Regions from separate parts of the Zea mays genome. Here region 2 is linked to region 1. Evidence: chromatin contacts called from public Hi-C data. All regions are on one chromosome and are shown on one strand. Each heading gives the region's core, a stretch centred on a gene start, on an enhancer-like site or on the middle of the called end of the contact. The rest is flanking DNA. Distances are from core to core; before and after follow the strand shown. Region 1 holds the start of LOC103645995 (probable WRKY transcription factor 14). Region 2 has its middle 43 kb from the start of LOC100281866.

Region 1 (7,231 bases), core at 2,982-5,481:
AACCTGACACAAACCTTAAAAAACAAGGCTCATATCCAAGATCGAGCACGTTCAACAACAACAACAACAACAAAAAATTCCAATCTCTCTCACACAAATGATATGATAAGAACCAAATTAAAGAACTAAAGAGGAAAAGAAAGTGAAGAAAAAGGAGGAACTCTCTCTCGTCTTAATTTAACTCATGACCTTGTGGTGATCTTAGTTTCTCTGGGTTTGTTGTTATTAGCTTCTCTCTGATCAAACGTATGTGTGCACGTACATATGCCAATGGATCGACGATCGATTACCCTCTGTTTCCTTGTTGCTCAAACGACGAGCTCACTGCTGACGACGAGGAATTGGCAGACCAGTCCAGCATGTCGAACAGTGGATCCAGGTCCTTGGACGTCATCGCTTTCTCCTGGTGCCCACGATGGTCACCATCGCCACCGCTTGGCTTCGCTTCCATGTACTCTCTGGAGAAGATTAGGCTCATGGGATCCGACTCCAGCTCCGCGAGGTCGGAGAAGAAGTCGTCAGATGAGTGGCCGCCGGCCTCCGGGATCATCATCGGCTTGTAGCTCTCACAGCTGAACACCTGGTCCATGAGCTCGATACTGTGGTCTACTGCTGCTGCTGCTGTATCCATGACTTGCCCCAGCGGCGCCTCTGACGACCCAGCTGCCAGAGTCTCCTCTTTCACGACCGCTGCCGGAGAAGCACTGGTTGTCATTGTAGTGATCGTGCTAGTGGTCGTCGTCGTCGTCGTGGTGGTGGCTGGATCCTTGTTGGGCTCTTCCTTGACGTCGGTGTTGGATTGCTGCTGTTGCTTCTCGTTCTTGGAACCTGAGCTGCCGCCGCTGTTCTTGCTGTGGTGGTTCCGAGTTGACCCGGCCAGGGCGTTGCGCTGAGTCGGCCATGGATGGTTGTGCTCGGAGGTGTAGGTGATGACGAGCATGTTGGGGTCATTCCGACTTCGTTCCACTTGCTTCCGCGCCGAGCATCCTTTCGAGCTGCTGCATCTGTAGTACCCTCTGGATATCGTGCATTTCATGAACAAGAACATTATTGAAGTCAGCAAGCATGCACGCACCTTTTTCATCACTAGCTTGCTGTGATATATTGCAACCAGCGTATCTATGTAAGTTTTAATAAATTGCACTTCATATATATCCCGATGAGCCGATCGATCGATCGGGGGCTCATCAGTTTTACATGTATATATGCTTACATATACTTAAACAGTTATTCAAAATCAACAGTGTCGTACTTGATACTCCATCTGTCCAAAAATATAATTCGTTTTAGATTAAATCTACATTCATTAATCAACTTATAAATGTAGTCTATATATGTCTATATTTATTGTCATTAATGCGAATGTGAATAGAAAAAAGGCTGGAAGCCTAGAAAGAATTATATTTTGAAACAGAGAGGTATGATTTATCAGAATTTTTATAATTAGTTTCCCCCGTTCAATCTAGGGAAGATAGTCTGACATATCACATGTAAATAAAAACTGTACAAAAGAGCTTAAAAGTAGATCCAGGTGGGTGTGAGCAACTCCTAACTACGCTTTGCATATAGAATTAAAATCTGGGGGAAAACATGAACGGTTTGGTAATGTGTATGCCTTGGAACACATTAACCCCAAGATAAGGTGCATACTTTGTTATCTGTTGCTGATAATGTAACCGTATCTGTAATTAGGACGACGTGTTGTACACTCCAAAAACAAACGCCAAAATGTCTCATAGAGTGATGAAACAACTAACTACTATAGATATTGGACGCATGAGACTTACAAGCATCCTCCCCATACTATACGTCTTGCTACCTAGCTAGCCAGGTAACCATGCATTAAATTGTCTTTCAAACTGCATCGATCATGCAGCCACAAATAAGAATAATTGTGGAGCTAAGAATTCTATAGCGATGGGCCATAGAGAACTAGAGAAGATAGTTTTGTTTACTCTCTTATAGTAGTAATTTGTAAGCTTCACCTCGAATTTATCACCAGCAGATTATTCAGCTATAGATTAACTGAGCCACATTAACCATTTCTCTTCTATTGGAACAAAATCCCAGCTAATTCGTGGATGTGCTTAACGCATACCTTGGATAAGGAGAACCCTTGATAGGCTTCTGGCCGTACTTCCTCCAGGCCCAGAGATCAGAAGGAACCACCTCTCCAGTTGGTCTCCCCCCTGCTGCTGTCGGCGCTGGGATGCATACCACCTTCCTTGCTTGGTTCTTCCTGCGCAGATGTATTTTCTGATGGCGTTAATATTTGATGAGCATCTGTGATCAAGCAAGTGATAAAATTACAGAGCTACAAGTGCACGAATAATTATCTATTGATGAGGCAAAGGTACTGTTTTTTTTTAAATTAATTGAGGCTTATTACTAGGGTTTCGTAAATCAGCTTTGGAGACTCCAAAGCCGGCCTGTCCGGGGAGAAAACCAGCTAGGTCTAGATGCACATAACCCTATGTACATGTGTAGGCATCGTTGGTCCATCCAGAAATACCCCCCACTGATCACACCATGTGTTCATGATGACTCTCACGCCTCAAATTTCGAGCTGTAGGCAACACTTACGACCTTGCCAATTCCTAGCTAGCACAGCCCGAGGAATCCTTGGAATCCTGCCCCATTTCTTACTCTATTTCTTTTTTTCCATGGAGGTGCAGCGCGCGGAGCACGAGAGAGGAGGAGAAGCAAAAGCAACAGAAAAAAAAAAGAGATCGCAGAACCTTCCCTAAAAATCATCACGAGCTATATACGGAGTAGCAGGTAGCAAACACGCATGCAAGATAAAGACGATGCAACGAAGCTAGCAGATGTGCGTTGGATCCAGGCGGATCTGCCCAACCTGCGCTTGATCCCGCCCGCGGCGCGAGGCGAAGACATCTGCATGTCGACAACGGCGGCGTCGATGGCGCACCCGGCCACCTGCCCGGCCGTGATTCCGAGCTTGACCATGTCTCCGGCTAACGCCGGGTACGGTCGTATCTCCCTCGGCGACAACGGCGACGGCAGCACCACCCTCGGCGTCAGCACTCCTCCAACCGCCGGCATCTGCAACCCCCGCGGCAAGAGAGGCTGCTGCTTCCGGCTCATGTCTATGAGTTGGCCTCCGCCTCCTCCTCTGCAGCCGCTGCCGCTGCCGCTGCCGCCACAGATAGCCGTCGTGTCGAAGCCGACCTTGGCCATCGCGTCCGGCATGGCGTCCAGGAAGTCGGCGCCCGAGGAGTAGTCGGTACTGAACGGGTCCACGAGGCCGGAGAAAGGGTCGGTGCCGAAGACGGCGGCGCAGCCTACTTCCGATGCTGTCGTCGACGAGGGAAGCGGCGGGAAGAGCATCGTCGCGTCCCCCTGGAGCTGCCACTCGTCCGCGGCGGCCGTGGACGGCGTGTCCGCGGCGTTTCCAGGGATGGCTCCGCCGGACCGGACGATGTCCGTGAGGTCTCCGCCGCCGGCCTGGTCGCCCTCCATCCTCGGAAGGAAGTAGTCGCACATGGCTGTAGTATCGTGCGGCAGCTAGTAGTAGCTCCCCTAGGGCGCCCTTTGCCGATCCCTCTCGCTCTCGCTCGCTGCCTCTATAGTGGATGCAAGCGGCTGATGCCAACCGCTCAATAATTCTCTCGCTCCTTTCCAATCAACTGGCACCAAGAAGCTAACGAGGCTAGCTTTCCAAGACCCGTGTGATGCACAGCACAGGAAGCAGCAGCCTGGGTGCATGCATGTGTTGTCACGAAGGAGAAAGAAGGCTGCTAGGGCAGGGACAGCGATCTCTTGAAGTAGTTGCAGGTTGGCCCGATCTGCTTGGGGGTAGCTAATACCAAGCAGGCAAGCGAACCAGCAAGCTTGTTTAGCTTTTGTGGGGGGCAGAAAAGGAGGTAGGGTGGAGGGGAAGCAGGATGTGAGAGATGGGGCTGTGGAAAGTGAGCTATCTTTTCTCCACACCAAGCAAGCAACAGGAGAGAAGAGGGATCGAAAACACAAGAAGAGGAGAGACACACACAGAGAGAGAGAGAGAGAGAGAGAGAGAGAGAGAGAGAGAGAGAGAGAGAGAGAGAGAGAGAGAGAGAGAGAGAGATGGGTAACTTGAGTTGGCTTCCAAGAGAGGACAATAAAGAAGTATGTGAGGGCAGAGAGATGAGAGAGAGAGAGATAGACAGGCATGTCGAGAGAGGGACAGGAGGGCGAGAGTGATGGGTTGTGTGGATTTTGTATTGTTTTCTTCTGGCGATCGATGTGCGTGCATGCATATGCATATGCATAACATATGCTGGCCCTCCGTCCTCCTGCGCCGGTCGATTGACCGACGGACGGACGGATGGAGGCTGACCTTTTCAAGGGCACGGCAGACGGGCGAGGTGCGTGGGGGAGGCCGCGGCCGGTGTGCCACCTCCATACGCAAGGCGGCATGGCCGCGTCGGGCGCCTGTCGCCCTGGCCCTGGCCTGGTAAAAAGAAAAACGGGCCGTGCATATGCCGGCCACCGGGTCCGATCCGCATGCGATGCTACCATGTCCATGCACGGTGAAAAGGCTGGAACCGTCCCCGGCCGGAGCCGGACCTCCCTGAGCTGATCTAGCTCGCTCGCGTCGGACGCCTGTCGTCTCTGTCTCCTCTTCTTTTTAACCCACTGACGGACGGAATGACCGAGTCCGCCGCACACGCAACCTACTTGCACCACTCCGTTACTCAGGCCTTCTTCATGGCATGCGCAGCGCAGGCCGGCCGGGCGACCCGACCGATCTGATCGCCAAGCACGCACGCTCTGGATCGACCTGTGTGCATGCACGCTGCTGCTGCATGCACACACAAGAATTTTGCATCATGTGTTCCGTTCTGTGGATGTACTATATACACCATCAATAGAGCAGTTATCTACTGGCGTTTATTCATGTGCAAATAGTCCACGATTATATGCATGGTTGTGCGTCGTCGTCGTCTATCAGCATCGGCGTCAGGGGGTGAAGGAGAGACGGAATCGCCCACGTACGCATATGCGGCGGCTACAGTGTGGCGCATAGTCGTGCGTACTTTTGGTCGTTTCACCACAGGACATATGCGAGCGCATGCATGTGTGCCGAGTACTGTGATCTGAAATGGCATGGCCTTTTGTCTTCTATGCTATGAGCCGAGGCCTAGCCGATCGAGGCGGCCAGCCGCGCTGCCATGCACACCGAACTGGCTTTGTGCGGTGTGCTACTATATATATATATATATATATATATATATATATATATATATATATATATATATATATATATATATATGCCGAACGGTACTGTGAATGCTTGTGAATAATTGCAGCCAGCGCCCCAGATACCGATCGGCAGCATCAACACATGCCTGGATATATACGCAGCCGTATAGCGTATACTGGGAACACATGGTTTGAGATTAATTCTTGTGTAAGCGTATGATGGTGTGCAGATTAGAGATAGCAATGAGTATCCACAACCCGATACCCGATGGATATTTACTACATTAAGATGTGTATATGTGCTAAATATTTTACTAATGAGTTTTTTTTTGGAAAAAAAACTTTCATCCAATGGATAAACGAATATTATAATGTTCCGCCGTCACTCATACCCGTTAAACCGTGGGTATAAACTACCCGGTATAAACTTGGTCCAAAAACATGAACTTAGGATACAATCATCCATCTTTTGACTATTTCACACCCTTTTGAGCAATAATGTCATGGAAGGCTTAACAACTATTCGACGACGACCATGTAATGGAACATGTATTGTGTTATGTGGTACTATCCTAATGTTGCTACTTTATCCAATTATCTGTGGTGATGTTGTATGTAAGATTGAATAATTGAATAATGCTAGAATTTTTGTGATGGTATTTAGATGGATATATACTTGTACAATATATTATTTTGATATATGTTTAATCTTTGTGGGTACGGATATCCCGATGGGTGACCCATACCCACATAAAGTACGAGTATGGAGGTAAATACATACCCACAAGTAGATATGGGTGACTCAACTGGTTTATTTTTTCTCTTGGGTATGTGCATAGGATAGTAATACCCGATAGACATTTACCTATTGCCGTTTCCAGTGCATATGTTATGCCATATATGTTAGCGTAACATGATCTACCATGCTAGACGATTATTTTCACATAGAAAATTTTGTTATGCCACTCTCGTAGATGTGACAATATTGTTTTTTCCCTAACAGGGAGTGATGTAAAAAAACTCAAACTTTTTTTTAAAAAAAATTATACGACGTCACATAAAGATGAATTGTATGAAATGTAACAATTTATTGTTCAGTTTTTATTTGAGCTATCTAAGAAGCTAATAAAACAATACTATAAAATTTCAGCACGATAATAATGGCGTACAAGCGCTTGTCTTAAAAAAATACTACTATACTTGTATCTGATAAAGATATTTTTTATACGAAAGCTATCACTCTCCATACGATCTATAACTTTATAGTTTTGAGTTTTTACATTTGAGGTAGTTAAGACGACATAAATTAATATAAAGTTTCATCAACATAATAATAGCATACCAAGAATTAAGATGACAACTTTCTTGTATGACATGTTTAATTTTTTAGTTACGAGGTTACTCATTTGAGATATAGTTAAGGCGCTAAAAATAATAAAATTTTAAAAGATGATATTAATCGTGTACCACTATTTTCTATATTTTTAGAAAAAAACATTTCTTTCTTATGTGATGTAGATAAATATACTTTTAAAATGAAAAGTGTATATCTTACGAGAAGTTACACATTTAATATAAAAGTTATATTTATCTAATATTATATTAGAAATACATAACATCGTCATGATTGGTTTGCAGAAAAATAACTATTATTTCGAATTTAAAATATAAGTTATTATAACTTTTCAAAATACAAAACATCTTAAATTTAACTAAAACTAAAAAAACTATAAAAATTATGACATCAAATAATATACTATAAAATATAATAATATCTATTTAAATATCATAAATTTATTATTTATAAATTTAGTCCAGCCGCCCTGCAGGGCACCGGCTGGTAGCTGGCCTACTGCGGGTTCACTACATACACGTTGCGATCTTATGTACTCAACACAACAAAACTGTCTTGATGCTATGATAAATTATAAAATGTTTGGAAGAATATGGATATAATATCTAGTTAAGGCTGTGACTAGTGTATATGACCGTGCAAAACAATATAAATGATATTGTTTACATAGTGAAG
Region 2 (7,231 bases), core at 1,734-4,233, 71 kb after region 1:
GCCTCAATATTCTATTAAACGCACAAAAGCCAAACTGAACCCGTCGTTCAGAGTGTACTCCTGTGTATATGGAGTTTGCCAGAAATCGTTGAGGAGTAACCATATTGGTTTGAATGCTTCTACCTGATGTAGATGTGGATATACCCGGGATTAATATCATATCCACATTTGACTTATTGGCATTTGATCTATTCTCGGGGACGCCTGCGAATATGATCCATTGGCCTTAGTCAAAGCATATGTTATGATTGCAGATTCACGTGGTCTATAATAACTCTCCTCCGATGAACTCGCCCTGCTGGTAATTTGCCTCACGAAGAGGTTCATCTTGATGATGAAGTTCCTAGCAATGCGCGCAATATCATTGTGCTAGGAATACGGAACAATGAATCTTTCGTTTTTGGGAAATGACGAAGATCATTATTAAATGTGGGAGACAAATGTGTCGACATCTATCTTGCCTCTCTAGATTGCAAATGGATCCAAAACAAAGTCCTAGGCACGAGTGCTTGAAGCTCTCTTATCGGGTCACTGATAAATGCAATAGAGGCTGAACCAATAATCGCAAAATGAAAGTCACGAGCTTGAAGTTCGGACATTTATGGGCACTATTGAAATAATGTGTGGTGAATGCGATGGTTCAAGTGGTCTTGTGAGAGACCTATCCCATATATGTGTTGAATAAACACTGTTCCGCTATGTAATATATCTGGCAAATAGCATGAATTAAAATATGCAGTTAATAGGATTCTGAAGATCCGTCATGAGATCCTAGAAGGACTCGTATCTTTGAATTATAAATATGCAACATATAAATCTCTTACCGAATAATACATTCCTGATGAATGAACACTCTCCTATGTAGAGAGAATATCTCCTAGATGAGATTATAGTTCCTTGATGGAACCTTTCCAGAAGAAATAAAGTCTGTGTTAAACACCAAAGTTTGATAATCCCTATAAAGGGATAAAGACCCATATAGACCCGAGAATGAATGAAATGAGGAACCAAAGGACTTGAAGTTTGCTTGATAAGCACATGTGCATGTCACGAGTTTTACCGAGTGTATGTACACTCGTGTATTCCACCATATGTGGAATTACGGTATCCTCTAAAGCCCTGATGGCAGAAACCTATAAGGTTTAGGTGTTACTGGCAAAATATCCCCATTGTGCCAGAATGACAGACTATAACGATGTATCTGATCGATGAAAAATCCCTGATGGATTACGATCTTTAATGGACTTTTGTTACACCATCATAGATGTTGCGATGGATGAATGCCTGGAGCGATGTGTCATATTTAGAATATGTACTATTGCAACTATATTATCCCCTAAGTCCTATTGAAGGACATGTTATTTGCTTTGCACAACTATGTATAAATTGTGGTGTAAGATAGAAAATGATAGCACCCCAACCTCATTCATTCTCGTTATTCCAGATGAACAATGAGACATATATCTTGAAGAATATGCTTGAGTTATGAGGGATAAAGACTTTGACAGATGTCATCGTCAGGGGGAGCGAATACTTATATTGATCACAATCGTGAGACAATAAATGTCATATTCTATGCCCTGAAGGCGTGAGCTTGATGATCAATATGTGAACCTTTATGGAACTTTCTATCAAATATATAGATCTAGTCGATCGAACACCATCAATCAGAGTGGCTTATTTATATTGATACGTGCACTTACCTCGTATATCCTAGAAGTGAGTAGAGGTAAAGTTCCTGAAATAGTCCTTGCAAGGATATGCAATCCGTTTGCTAAATCTTTATGTGCATATACTTCTAGAAGAAGATGTTTTGCCTTATTGATACGGTTTTGCAATGATCAGGGGGAGCACATTTCTAAAAGTTAGCCCTTGTAGAAGATTCGATAGAATCTAGATCTCAGAGGATCGAAATCTGTCCCGATGACAGCTGTTGTACTCTTTTTCTCTTGGTGAGTTTTCTTGATGTTTCTCACATGAGGTTTTTAACGAGGCAACAAAGTGCAAATGCAATTTGTATCACCATGCTCTCTTTCTCCATATTTTTCCCACTGGGTTTTCGGAGTTTTAACGAGGCATGTGTTGGTCGCGGTATTCGCCCAAGGGGGAGTGTTAAGTAACCCTAGTTAGGGTTGTGTGGGCAAATACCTGCTTTGCCCCTGAGGGGTCTCACATCTCTATATAAGGAACTTGTACACCCCTTCATATTACAGAGAAGAGAAAGAGGCCAGAGGCCCAACCCTATATCCAGTGTCTCGTGTGTTTCCTCTGTCGTGCTTATGAGAAGGGAGACGGGTTCTCTACATCTTCTTGCGCCTCTACTGCTGACGGGAGGGAAGGGAGCGGATCTGGTGATCCGTGGTAACGTAGTTCTCAATATAAACAACACTAAACACAAGGGCTCGTGGCTAAGATCTGAGCTCCTGCCCTCTCGAAGAAAGAATAAAAAAAGACAAAACAGATTTAAGGTCTTGTTGCTGAGGCCGAGCGCGTCCGGGATGATAGATGAGCTTTTGGGACTCGTGAGGCGTATGTAGAGCCTGCACATGACTCAAATTAAATGAGACAATGACGGGGTCAGCGAGAGGAAGAAGATAGAGATGAACCTTTGCAGCTTTGCTTCGGTTGAGAGTCACTCGGTTCCAGCATTCCGCTCATGGATCCCCTCCCGGATTTCTGATCCTTGAAGTGAGCTCCTCGATCTGCGTCTGTCACCTCCCAAATCCTGTTTGACTCCGCGCGGACATGACCTATTTTTAAATTCTCTCGCGGGCTTATGTAATGCCCAAGTTGTCAGAGAAGCACCAAACTTAAATGGAGCCGAACGAATACTCTTGTGGGCTCGATCTGATTGGGCCGCTAGGTGGGCATTTTTTTCTTGCAGGTAGACGGGCATGAAAGCGGGCCATGGCCCGTGGTCTCTTGACTCTCTTCCTCGTGGTGGGAGCTGCCACAACGCGTGTTGGTGTTTAGACAGACCGAACCTCACCACCCGCGCCCAGTCGTGTCGCCATCCGCTCCGGAGGTCACGTGAAGAGCAGCTCAGGCGCAAGTGTAGCTCGAGCCGCGAGGCTAAAAAAGGCGGAGAAACTGCTTGGACTGGACGTGACTCTTGTCAAAAACCACCGCACCGTACCCCGCCTAGCCGCGCCGCGCCACGCTACCTCCACTCTTCTCATCTCCCCCGCGGGCGTTGAGGTCAAAGCGAAGGTGAGCTATCACAGTACCTTAGGAGAACGTCAAGGTGGACAGGCCTGTTAAGTAACCCTAGTTAGGGTTATGTGGGCAAATACCTGCTTTGCCCCTGAGGGGTCTCACATCTCTATATAAGGAACCTGTACACCCCTCATAATACAGAGATCAGAAAGAGGCCAGAGGCCCAACCCTATATCCAGTGTCTCGTGTGTTTCCTCTGTCGTGCTTATGGGAAGGGAGACGGGTCTTCTACAACTTCTTGCGCCTCTACTGCTGACGGGAGGGAAGGGAGCGGATCTGGTGATCCGTGGTAACGTAGTTCTCAATACGTTATCAGCACGCTCTACCTCGACGTTGCTGCTGGATCAGATCTGCATCAACTCTCCATTAAGCCGGCAGGTCCTCCGGCCTAGCCGAACTGTCCTACGCGACAGACTTCGATTCTCCCTCTACGTAATTGAGCGGTATGTTTTCGATAGTAGGTTGGATCTACTGTTGGTGGTATTGTTCATCTCGTATTATTCATGTGAAAAAAAACGACACTGCGTGTCGTCGCCCTGCTCGAGATGCGTATCGCCACCGCTGGAGTGTACGCCAGTAGCGTCGTTCCTCAACTGCGCATCAGCACGTATTGATTCGAACATGTGGCACGAAGCCATTTCCCGAGACGAATTGCACCGCCGTGCAACAGGCCCCGCCAGAAGTCGGCGCCCTAGTCCCCCGTTTCTGCCCGGAGCATATGAGCTCGATGTGACCCCGCGTCTCGTGGCCGCATGCAAGTTCTTTGCGACAGTTGAAAAAAATCTCACGCATGCAGCCGGTCCTTGCGCGTGAAGTGGCTCTGGATCCTAATCTGACCGCCATGCAAAGACTAGCCGGTGTAGTGGAGAAAAGAACGGATCTCATACAACTAAGAGAAAATAGTTGAACCATGCAAATTTCTTGCGCCATTAAAGGTCACGGTCAAACCAGTTGCATGCGGCCACTGCATGGCTGCATCTGCATGATCCAAAAATAGCGGCTCAATAGAAAAATGAAAAAGTTGATTAGGTGTATTGTGCGCGCAGAAAAAATTCGTGGAAGCAGAGAAAGAAATAGGATCTTAATGTGCTTTACAATTTTCTCATAAATTACGGTTGAATTTATACATGCTTTAATTTATATACATGTGCCATACTATTTTATTCTATTCTCCTGCTGAACATAACAAATAGAATAAAAACTTGTTTTACATTGCAGTTTCTACCTTAATTAATTATTTTCCGCAGTAAATAATTAGTAGAAAAATGCATGCTTGAATATGAGAAAATGCCTTTCATACACCTGATCTGCTTATGCTTATGCTTATGCATTAATTCTAGTATTATATTTCTGCTTTATTTCTCGTAGTAAATAGTTAGCAGAAAATTCTTAAAATGCATGTGAGAGCTATACTGTGCATACTCAAATCGCTCTAAATATTTGTGTTGCGTTGAGCTTTTATCCTCACGTGAGCGATTAAATGATATCGTGGGTACCCAGACACGTTGATCAGACTACATTATTAATCGGCTGAGCATTGGCTGCGCCCCGGCAACTCGACACATTATTTGTGTCGTACGAACTTGGCTGCGTCATGTGATTGCTATGTCGCACTCTCGTTTAGTCGGACCGCTCCCGTTGAGTTGGACCGTCATCGCCGAGTCGTGTATTTTTCACATGCTCTGCAGGCACTATTTGTCTGCCGTGATCAGCGAGCCACAATTGCGCCTGTTGCGCACGTTACGTGGACTTATCCTGTACCCCGACTACCGAGCCATAATTGTGTCTGTTGCGCTTATTACGAAGGCTTGCTGTGTTGTCGTAGCCCTGATGGCCGTACACGAATTGACACCAGATACGCTGGAGCTTGTACTCGCGTAGAATGTAGTGGGTTTTCTAAGCCCATGAGGTTACATCATAGCGCAAGATTCGGAAACAATTTTATTTGGCTCTATATTTTATTTGATTGTGTTGTGTGGCATCATATATTTATATATATTGCCAAGTGGCCTTAACAACTATATCAAGCTCTATAGTGCTTGGAAATCTGGGAAGTTAAATTGAAACACAACAGAACATGGATAAGTAAATTCTCTCCTCTCTCCTCATGCATAAAGTTTTACCCGAAGTAACCCGAAGATATATAATATAATGCATGAAAGCCTTTTTTGCATATAAGATATCACAAATTGGGATTTTATTAGTAAGCGATAAGACCTTATCAGATGAATAAATGCTAGAATCTCAGTCATACATTGCTCAACCAGATGTTGACACATTGCTATTTGTCGCTGAACGGCATGAAGTGAACTTTGAGATAAATGGCTAGTACCTTAGCAACACGAAGTTGCGAGTACATCGAAAGGTAATTCTGAGAATTTTTTCACAATGTTTGTGTGAAAAACCATTGTGTGTTCCCATCGAACCACTTTACTCGTCCTATCTAGGACCTCTATGCTTGTGTTGCATACATCTCTCAGAATTGTAAATACTTATAGTCGTTGAATTGACTTGGGATAGTCCTTTGACAATTTGGTATACACTGTAAGCTAAATGGTAAAGGTCGGTCCTGAATGGACACATACCTGGGGTTTATGTAGCCGAACTACACTGAATTCCACCCTTTGGCATGCTTACCATTATCTACCTCCGATCTACCAGAAGTGAGAAGAGTAGACAAATAACTATGAAATCCCACATCACCACAGAGCTTGAAGCTAGATTAGACATTAACATGTCATTGGTCCTCGAAGCCAGAAGAGTCATATGTCTTGACCACTAGACTATTAGTGATGATAATTTGTGATAGAAATACGAAGATCTTGTAGAGACCTGTTGTATCCTCTCTACTCCTGATGATTTCTTCGTATGAGAGCAGTACTATCTGTTGTTGAAGATGGATCCTAGGCGGATACCAGTCTTGTTTCGTTCTTGCCAAGCAGTTATCATCATTTGCGTCATCAAAAGCTAGTTATATGGTGATTTTCCTAGATAAAATGAATTATTGGCCTTGTCTGTTCTATTCCAAAGCTTCTCTTTTTGCCGAACAACAAAGAGATCGAAATATTGCTTTATAGAACAAATTGGTATATCATATGAGGAGAAATATTTGCCCTGCTGGCAGCACCACAAATTATTAACTATTGTTATAAATTCTCTCTCAAAATTATAATACCTAAAAATGTTGCATAAATTAATACCCAATTTCATATCGGTATGAGTAATTGGGTAAACTATGGGCAATAATAAAACGAGCTGGACTATACATCTCTGCATATAAAAATCTCTGCTTGGCAGCATCGGCCTGATGCCGTGCACTTTACCACCATTATATACGCACATATTCTCCTATGTGCTTGAAAGCACAATGTAACCAATGAATGTCCTTGTGAGCGCTAGACCCTGATGGTCATTTTACTTGTTGATCTGAAGTCAACTACTAGCTCCAAACGATGAATGGTATGCATGAGCCCCTGAAGGACCCTTTTGGATAACATAGTGTTGTGCATATCAGTCTAAATCTTAATGATTGACTGTGTATTTGGTAATAAAAACAATAAGTTTGCAGCATTGTAACCATGAAGCAACTTGTTGTTGCGTGTCTTGTTGGAAGTTGAGACTAATCCTTCACGATGAAGGACAAATATGTAGTATTCATGCCACTACATTAATCTAAGTCCAAAACTCACTGCATAAAACCCCTATCTGTAATGTGCGTAAGATTTCCCAAATAAATCACCACAATAGCATACATTGACCATAACTGGATGATTGTGGTTGGGGATTTTATCTGTATGCTTTTTAGAACATCTCGACATTAGGGGGAGGAATGCCCATATAGTATAATGCCTCAATATTCTATTAAATGCACAAAAGCCAAACTGAACCTGTTGTTCGGTGTGTACTCCTGTGTATATGGAGTTTGCCAGAAATCGTTGAGGAGTAACCATATTGGTCTGAATGCTTCTACCTGATGTAGATGTGGATATACCCGGGATTAATATAATATCCACAT

What was found. A called contact is a pair of places that touch in the nucleus more often than the background predicts.
Region 2: a Hi-C map of ear shows a contact between it and region 1, with 4 times the contacts expected there. The contact joins the enhancer-like site here to the promoter of LOC103645995 in region 1. A contact is called at or near these places in 6 of 25 Hi-C or Micro-C datasets (ear, leaf, tassel and 1 more).

What each region holds. Positions count from the first base shown.
Region 1 is chr2:13,315,729-13,322,959 of Zm-B73-REFERENCE-NAM-5.0, forward strand. It overlaps LOC103645995 (probable WRKY transcription factor 14), which reads right to left and starts at 4,232. Exons shown (of 3, transcript XM_008670735.4): 1 at 2,858-4,232; 2 at 2,099-2,239; 3 at 5-1,016. The coding sequence starts at 3,504. The coding sequence ends at 287.
Region 2 is chr2:13,387,553-13,394,783 of Zm-B73-REFERENCE-NAM-5.0, forward strand. No RefSeq gene overlaps it. Among protein-coding and RNA genes, the nearest start is that of LOC100281866, 43 kb to the right of the region's middle. Within about 2 kb of position 2,984, at least 18 of the 20 cell types and tissues checked have an H3K27ac peak or open chromatin away from gene starts, as enhancers often do. A contact at or near this core is called in ear, leaf and tassel, where this site is marked.